Regions from separate parts of the Hordeum vulgare genome. Here region 2 is linked to region 1. The links are chromatin contacts, called in public Hi-C maps. All regions are on one chromosome and are shown on one strand. The core of a region is the stretch at or near the end of the contact, and the rest is flanking DNA. Distances in the headings are between cores, read along the strand shown.

Evidence for each region. A called contact is a pair of places that touch in the nucleus more often than the background predicts.
Region 2: a Hi-C map of leaf shows a contact between it and region 1, with 5 times the contacts expected there. The contact joins the enhancer-like site here to the promoter of LOC123449857 in region 1. A contact is called at or near these places in 2 of 6 Hi-C or Micro-C datasets (both in leaf).

What each region holds. Positions count from the first base shown.
Region 1 is chr4H:593,092,434-593,096,843 of MorexV3_pseudomolecules_assembly, forward strand. LOC123449857 (54S ribosomal protein L19, mitochondrial-like) reads right to left here and starts at 1,899. Exons shown (of 2, transcript XM_045127209.1): 1 at 1,751-1,899; 2 at 1-413. The coding sequence starts at 395. It also overlaps the pseudogene LOC123450865.
Region 2 is chr4H:593,357,895-593,362,304 of MorexV3_pseudomolecules_assembly, forward strand. No RefSeq gene overlaps it. Among protein-coding and RNA genes, the nearest start is that of LOC123447389, 16 kb to the right of the region's middle. Within about 2 kb of position 1,952, at least 1 of the 3 cell types and tissues checked has open chromatin away from gene starts, as enhancers often do. A contact at or near this core is called in leaf, where this site is marked.

The DNA of each region.
Region 1 (4,410 bases), core at 649-3,148:
AGGGACATGTGCTTGCAGAACGGGTCGGACTGCTTCAGCTTTGCGATCTCATAGACATGGCGGAGCGAGAGGGACGTCACCATGTTGTGGCCCGGACGGCTGCTCGCGCTCTCGATGCCCGCCGCTTTCTTGAGGAACCATGAGACCGATGGCGACTTGACCACAAACTCGAAGGTGCTGTCCTTGTAGGCGGTCAGCGTGACTTGCATCGGAGTCTCTGCCTTGTACTTCTGCGTCCTGGCGTTGAAATCCTTGCAGAATGCCATCAGATTGAGCCTGTAGAAACCCAGAGCTGGTCCGACAGGTGGTGCCGGGCGGGCTGCTCCAGCAGGAACCAGGAGGCGGATTGTTGCTAGAATAGGTTTCCGTGTTGCCACATCTTTAAGTGTTGCCATGTTGCTCCTTTAGCAGATCTGCGGTAAAAACTGGCATCAATCAATATGGCATGTTTACAAAGAAACTACTCATAACAAATTATCAGTAGCTAGTGGGACATAATAAGTAACCAAAATGAAGATCCACTCAAAAGAGTAATTTAAGTGAAGAACAAACAAGGATTTCTGAAACAAAATGTTTTTGTCAAAACAAAAAGGTTTCTGAAGTAAACTCCAACTGTTCTTAGTCCGCCTTCTTAGAAACTTACTTGAAAAAGGTGTACGATTTCCCACAAAGAAACTATGTGACCAACAATGGATGAACAACCATGCAATTGCTTGCAAGAATGCCCCCAAAGAGACTGTTTTGGCTATGTGACCAACAATGGATGAACAACCATGCAATTGCTTGCAAGAATGTCCCCAAAGAGACTGTTTTGGTAAAGAGGGTCCTTCAGCAAAAGCATGGTATGCAAGGCATAAAATGCAGACTCCTTAGTTACTTGCCTCCAAACATTATTCTGAACTAAAACACCACTTACCAAACATACCATAAGTCTAAGATAGGCTAATAACCATAATTGTATGTCTAAGTGACAAATTCAGACCTCATCAGTTACTTGCCTCCAATCACTACTCTGAACTGAAAACGCCATGTAACAGACATACCATAAGGCTAAGATAAGCTAAATACACAATACTTCTATTCCCTTCAGCATAGCCATAGGAACATAGCACAACATCTCCCACTTGGGAAATTCAAACTACGCCACAACCGTTAATGTACGAACTTTAACAAAGCAGGTACAGAACAAAGTTCTTCCTAGAAATGTAATGCTTCAACCATGTTTCAGCCAAACCTCGTGGTGCAATGGTATCTAAATAATCAAGATTTTTACATTCACATTAAACAACAACTATCTGCAGGGCATTTTCCAGTAAATTGAGATAAAAGAGAAGGCTCTGGCTCTTTAAACCCAAAATGACCAAAGAGACTGTTATTGACGGTGTTTGGTCAACAAAGGCATGCATCTAAGTGACAAATTCGGAGTTCATATGTTCCACGCCTTCAATCATCACTCTTGAACTGAAACGACACGTTCTGAACATAAATAAGGCAAAATTATGCCTAGTACGTACAAAATAGTTGCATCTAAGTGACAAATTCGAGTCTGCCGCCAAGAAGGAGCACTCTCTGCGGCAGGAGTTCCAGTACGGGGTTCCTTTAGATCTAAACACGCAAATCTACGCAGACCCCATGGACATGAAGGGGATACCAAAACGGCGGCGTTCTTGGCAGCCGCGGGCGCTCGGCTAGAGTTTTTCACGGGACGAGAACCTGAGGTCAGATCCCGTTGTGACGGAGCAAAACTGACCTGCGTGTACGTCGTCCGGTCGCGCGCCGCCGTAGCTGCCGCCGGCCAGCCGCCTTCCGCACGGGGAGCAGAGCACGGACGGAGGTTGGAGAATGGCTGCGGCTGGGCTAAAACCCTAAATCGGCCTTCCGTCGTCACATTATGCAGACCCAACAAGGGGAAGGAGGACCGGGATGGGCTGGGGAATGTACACAGGGGAAGCGAGCCCAGCAGAGCAGGGTGGGCCGGCCTTGCCTAGTCGAACGAAGAGATGTGGATATTACTTTCTCTATCTTTTATCTTTTTACAGTTTTGATTGACTGAGACTTCGTTATGTTTCAATGGATGCTATAATCCTTCGGTCTTTCATGAAAGGTTTATAAAAAAAATATGTATGTTTTATCACTTGATTGAGATTTGGTTAAGTCTCAGGCATGTGAGACCTAGCCACACCCATCTTTGAAGATTTCAACACTCCTTATTAGACAGTAATCAAAGTAGCATCGCTTATAAGCATGTGGTCTCAACAAAAAGTACCAGCTCATACAAATCTAGCAATTCAAACCAATTCACGCTCTACTGAATTTCCTTCTCAATGGCAGTGCTCATACCAAACTTGAGAAAAACTCTCGAGCTATGTGATAACAATCCTCAAATATTGCAGATGCTGCCTTAAAGAAGTTGCCAACTTTCTTGAAATAACCTTCTATATATTAGAATTTATGATCAATCTTGTGCATCAGAAGGACTGAGCCAGATTCAACCCAAAGCAAAGAGCCGTTATGTCGTTTCCTGCTATTAAGAACTTGCCTAAGCTGTCAAGTAGAACCGCATGCACCGTACCTTGGAGTATATCCGGATCATGAGCAGTGTCTACGCCGAGCATAAAAAAATTCTGCTACCCCATTTAAAAAAAACTGCTCCGAAATACAGGTTTTTTCAGGGACGCAGCTATTCTCAACTAGAGCTGAAATGAACCCGTATGAATAGTTAAATCCTAAAAGTAAAAAAAAAATTGCACAAAAATCTGAATATTTTTGCATGAATCATTGAAAAAAATAAGCATCTTCAACAGACGCGCCAAATCAAATGTACGTTCCCTGGGTGCGGAAAAAAGTGTCGAGCAAAAAAAAGGGCGCGCGTGCGCGGGAAAAAGCCGGGGTGGGGGGGATGGGCAGTAATTTTGCCGCGTGCGGACGCGCGCTATAAATTCAGCGCCCCTTCACTGTTTTGCCTCGTTACGCGCCTTCTTTCTGCTCTTCCTCGCCACGCGCCCTCTCCGTCGCTCTTCTTTCTCGCCTCGCCGCCGCCAGGGAAGCTCGGGCTACCGCGGCGTCCGCGCGCGCCCCTCCAGCACCTTCTATGTCGAGATCCGCTTCGGCGAGATGCGCCTCGTGGGGAGATGAACTTCCCCGAGGTGATGATGTTAGAGTGGGCGCAACGGCTAGCGCCTCCCCCACGGCTTGTCACCGAAGAGGACCGTCGCCAGAACCATAGGCAGGAGCACTGCCTCAGCATCGCTGAGATGGACGAGAAGGCAATGGCGGTGCGGAGCCAATAGTTCCCGCGGGACTTCTTCGACGAGCGTGAATTGTTCACGCAAAGGAGGAGAGGAGCACGAAGCGAGCCGCCTATCACGAGGACATGCGTATGCAGAAGCAGGCCGCGCTCTTTAACATCGAGCTTAAAGAAACATCGACCTAGGACCCCAACGATGAACGGTGGGCTGACGCATCACGACGGAGGAGTCGGAGGAGGACACCAGCGAGTCGGATGAAGACGTCGAGGAGTAGTTTTTATCTTTTTTATCTATGGACTATGTTTTTATCTTTTTTATCTATGGACTATGTTTTTATCTATGAACTAACGATGATGAGTAGTTTCTATATATGAACTATGGTTGAAATATGAGCGGCGCGCTGTATTTTTAGTGCGCCCGCTAAAGCGCTACAACGACGCGCTAAAATTTGCAGCTTCCAATGCATCACCTGCCTACTTGGACAAAAAACATTACACACGCTGTATTTTCTTGTATGGGCAGTGCCTCTGCGTATGTTGAAGATGCTCTTAGGCCCTCTTAAAGTATCACTGTTCTACCCATGCAAGTCCACATGCACAACACGCGTGTGTATAAAGTAAAGATAAACTAAAATCTTAATACTAAAAAGTGCAGTTGTACTATTTGGCTTAAACAAGTGCACCCTCACGTGGAAGTGTGCATAAGTCCTTACACTTTATTTTGTTTTGTTTTTTAAAAATATTATAACTTTTGAACCGAGTCTCAGAACGACGATCCATTTTTCACGGTTGTGTTTCACACGACGGGCACGGTTCAAAAGTTATAGTATTTCAAAAAAAATAAAACAGAATAAAGTGAAAATGACCTGTTGTAAGTACAGCTGCATTTTTTAGTATTTGAGTTAAAATATTAATATTTTATGAAAATTTGTAGTAGAAACGAATGGGTGAGCAAATGATGAGATTGAGCTAATTTTACAACACACTCTCAATCCTATTCCGGGGGTTGCCTTCCTCCCCCGGCTACTTCCATCAAAACCATGCCCGTCCCTCCAAAAATAGGCCAGGTCCTTCGCAGCCACTACACCTCCCTCCACGAGCGCATGCACGCAGGGGGGCTCGTCGGGGAAGGGCGCGTCGGAGCCGAGCTAAGCTAGTCAGCG
Region 2 (4,410 bases), core at 702-3,201, 270 kb after region 1:
AATTATCTAGATTTTATTTTTTTTCCAAAATTTTAAAAAATCTCCTGAATTTTAAAATTTGTTAAAAATTTATAAAAATGTCGTGATTTTAAAAAATGTACGAACTTACATTTTTTCCAAATTTTCAAAAACTGTTTGGATTTTCTAAAAATTTATTTTAAAAAAAATAATCAATTTCTCAATATTTGTTTAAATTTTAAAAAAGATCAAACTTTTAAAAAAATTGAAATTTCAAAAGATATTTAATTTTGAACAAAATATATTTCCCCGTGTTTAAAAAAATCACGTTTTTTAAATGTTTTGTTTACTTATTTGAAAATACCGGTTGCTACAGTATCGGCCGACATGTCTAAGGAGATATAAGCTACTAAACAGATTCTCAGTTGAATATATCTCAGCACATACACCACTACTAAACAACACGAAATGCATGTACTCAGCATGTTACAGTCAGCATGTATCAGACAAGAACAACCATGTTAGGTTGGAAAATGCTACCAAACACACCCATATGCAATCACTCGCATAGCTGCCGATATTTTTTGATATACGCTAAAACCTGTCAAGCCAACGGCGTTTCTCCTTTGAGTAAAAAACAAGAATTTGCCTCGCAAGTTTGCACAAAATTTATGATGAGGGATTGGCGCATTCGATGCCTTCTTCAGAAGAGGTGCGACGGATATGTTAGACTGTCCGCGAAGTAGTCTTGCATGAGCATCTCGTTCCCAAATTGGCGGTTGCGAGGGATAAAATAGCGCCCGACGGTCGATCCTCGTCGTCTCTTCCGGTTTCTATCCTCGTACTCCTTCACGGCGATCACGACCACCACCATTTGCCGCTGATGTCTCTCGAGCAGCGACTCTATGTCCGAGTTGTCCCACGAGCACGAATCCTCGAGCAAAAACTCCTTGCAAGGGCTCAAATCTATCTATAAAAATGGTGCACCCGAGGTCGCATGAAAGGATATTCTTTGCCAGATTCACCATTAATTCAAACTAGACAAGGGCACGAAAGGACTCGCCAGCGACGGGCTGGGGGCGGCGGCAAACTTGCGAATCCGAGGCAGAGGTGGGCTGGAGCCGGCGGTGGCTCGGCAGGGGTCAATCCGGTCCTACACGCGGCCGGGGGCGACGGGCTCGGTGGATTCGATGAGGCGGCAAGGCGGCGCGGTTGAGCGGGCTCGGGAGCGGTCCGGCGACGTGATTCCGGCGGGGGGTATGGCCAGAATCGCTAGCGGCTGGTGGACGGTGGCGCTATGAAATGGGGGACGGAACCAATACGGACTGAAATGTCCCTCCTGCCATCCGCTTTTGCGAGATACAAGGCACCGACGGGATGGGGACGAAAATTTTGTATTCACGGATCAGAGGGGCACTTTTACCGCGCCCTTTAAAAAAAATTTAAGGGTCTCCTGCGTTTATGGGTCTGTTCGGGACACTTTTTCCCCACGGAACTGTATTTTAAATCAGTGAATATTTCGTGGAAATTTGGAATTTGTTTTCAAATGCACAAACAACTTTTTGTTACGACAAACATCTGTCAAATGAAGTAGAATCTTCAAATACATTAAATTTTTTTGGGTCAGCGAATATATTTTTAATTGATGATTTGTTTTTGTAATTCGTGGACATTTTCTGAATTTCAACATTTTTTGAAAACCTCCTGAACATAGATCTTGAATTCATGAACATGTTTATTCAGTATCATGAATATTTGTCAAATATGTAAACATTTTTAAATCACAGATTTATTTTTTATCCTCAAAACTAATTTTGTATTTGTGGAAATACCTATTTTTCAAAATAATAAAGAAAATAAAGAAACATAAGTAAAATAAAATAAAAAATTATGGGAAAAGATATAAAATAAACAGGGTACCGTGCTTAAAAGGGCCTTGTCCCAGCACGCTTTCCGTAGCGTAGCACCCCGAATAGGAGGAGTTTTTGAGATGGAAAATCTTATCGGATATCCTTATTTGATGCTCTCTGCGTCGCTTGTCGGGGCTTCGGGCACGTTTGGGAATGGGCCGATCCGTTTATACGCCAATACCTCCGGTTTGGGAAAATGTTCCAACCAGTTTGTCTTGGTTTTACGAAACTTTTCCTAAACTTTTTTTTTCTTTTCTGTTTCTGTTTCAAAAATGTTCTGGGTTTTCAAAAAATGTTTCGGGATCTGACAAATTATTCTTGAATTTGCAAAAATGTTCAGCATTTGAAAAATATTTCGAAATTTGAAAAAAATGATCCGGAATCGTGAAAATTTTCTGGAATTTTAAAAAATGTTCCCAATTTTTTCTGTGTATGTTTTAAATAATGTTCTGGAATTTCAAAAATGTTCTCAATTTAAAAAAATTGTTTCGGAATTTGAAAAAATGTTCTGGATTTTTCAAAAAATATTTTGGAGTTTGAAAAATGTTCCAGAATTTGAAAAAATGTTCCAGAATTTCAAAAATCTTTAGGAAATTAAAAAATGTTCCGGAATCTATAATTATTTCCAGGGCTTTAAAAAATGTTTCGGAATTTTAAAAAAATGTTCCCAATTTCCTCTGTTTACGTTTTAAATAATGTTCTTAGTTTGCAAAAAATGTATCGGAATTTGAAAAAATGTTCTGAAGTTTGGAAAATGTTCGAGAATTTGAAAAAATGTTCCCATTTTGAACTTTTTTTACAAATGCCCATGTACAACAGCTGATTAAGTTTCAGAAATACAACAACTGATTAATTTGAAAAAGATTTCCATTTATAATTTCTCCTTCTAAATACAACAGCTGATTAAGTTTCAGGAATTCAAAAAAAATATTTTTCATTTCAAAACTTGTTCTCAAGCTTAAAAAAATGTTCGCGCTTCCAAATTTGGTCAGGATTTTCCGATCAGACCCCGTATATCGCCCCAGCCCGTAGATATTTTTGCGGGGCGCGTCAAAACTTCTCCTCCAACCTCTAGTTTCACGGGTTGGGAGGTCGACCCGAGCTCAGCCCCTATCCGCAGCGAGATTTGGCAGGGGAGACATTTCCGCGTGGCCTTTCCCGCTCGATCCACCCGCCGCCACCGTTGCCTCGCCACCTCACGCTCCGGTGCATCCTCCGCGGCAGTCCCTCGCCGCCATGGACGCCTCCTTGCTGCCCCCCGTCACCGTCGAGGTCGCGCACGCTCCTTCCCCTCAGGCGGATCTTGTCGCCGGCCATGTTGGCCCCGCCGTGACTCTAGCTAGCACCGCGCCTGCCCGCAAGCGGCAGGGCAACGTTGTCGTGCAGGGCGGAAATCCGGCAGCCCCCGCCGCGAAGGCTCGCGCTCCGGGCGCTAACGTTGTTGCGCGATCTCGGCCGGCGGCGGAGAGGGTCACCAAGGTCGCGGGCATCAAGAGGAAGAAGATTCCGGCTACAAACAAGCCGCCTCCTTCATCCTCTCACTCCATCCCGGAAAGAGATGCCCCGGCGATGCCGTTCAACGGTGTCGTTCCCCCGCAAGCGAGGTGTTCGACGAAATGGTAGGAAGGTATGCGTCTTCGGTCATGGCCATTTCATTTCGTTTTCGCCATTTGTCGTGATAGCTCGTCACTTCTTAATCATTCAATATAGCGGTGGTTCAAACAATCCAACTTCTGAGTTCGTGAACTTGTTGGACACCAACGCCGTTGACATTGATCAAGCCCCGTTCGCCGCATTCGACTACAATAAAACGGAGGGCGGCATGGATGATCATGGTTGTGAGGACGATTTGGCGGAGATCGAAGCGGAAGCGTATGAGCAATCGTAATCAAAATGTGGGAAAAGCCAAAGATCGAAGAACTCCACGATGGACTCGATGGCGCGGAGTGAAGATCGACCAAGATGACGCAAGTCACTCTTTTGCATTTGTCGTACTGAACTTGGCTTTTATTTGTACGTAAAACCGTATTATGTTTGTTCGAATTTGAACTTATTTGTGAGAACTTATGTCAAATACGAGAATTCAGCGTTTTCTGTTTTCGGATCGATGCGCCCGCGAAAGTCGATCCGTATAAAAGCATATTCGACGAATATATTTTAATACGGATTCGTTTGGGGGGTTTGCATCTGCAGCCGTCTGAACCAGTCCGCAAAAACGATTTCTCCCAAACTGCAAACGTGTTTTGTGGGCCAGTCGGATACAAGGTGTGATAGAGTTGCTTTTATAGGACTTACGAAAGGATGCCTCTTTTAATAGGAGGTCCCGACGACACGCTGTGTGTGTTACGGGCCAGGTCACCTATGCAAGTTTTTCTTATTCCGGGTATCAAGCACGGGCCACGAACTTGTCCAAGGACTGAGCGTGAAGCTTTGGACTGCTGAAAGGTCATCTATGCGTTGGATGAAAGAATTGAATTGGTTGCACCGATGACTTTATTGATCATGCACCTGGCACATCTCCTCTAATAATAAAGCGCGCAGC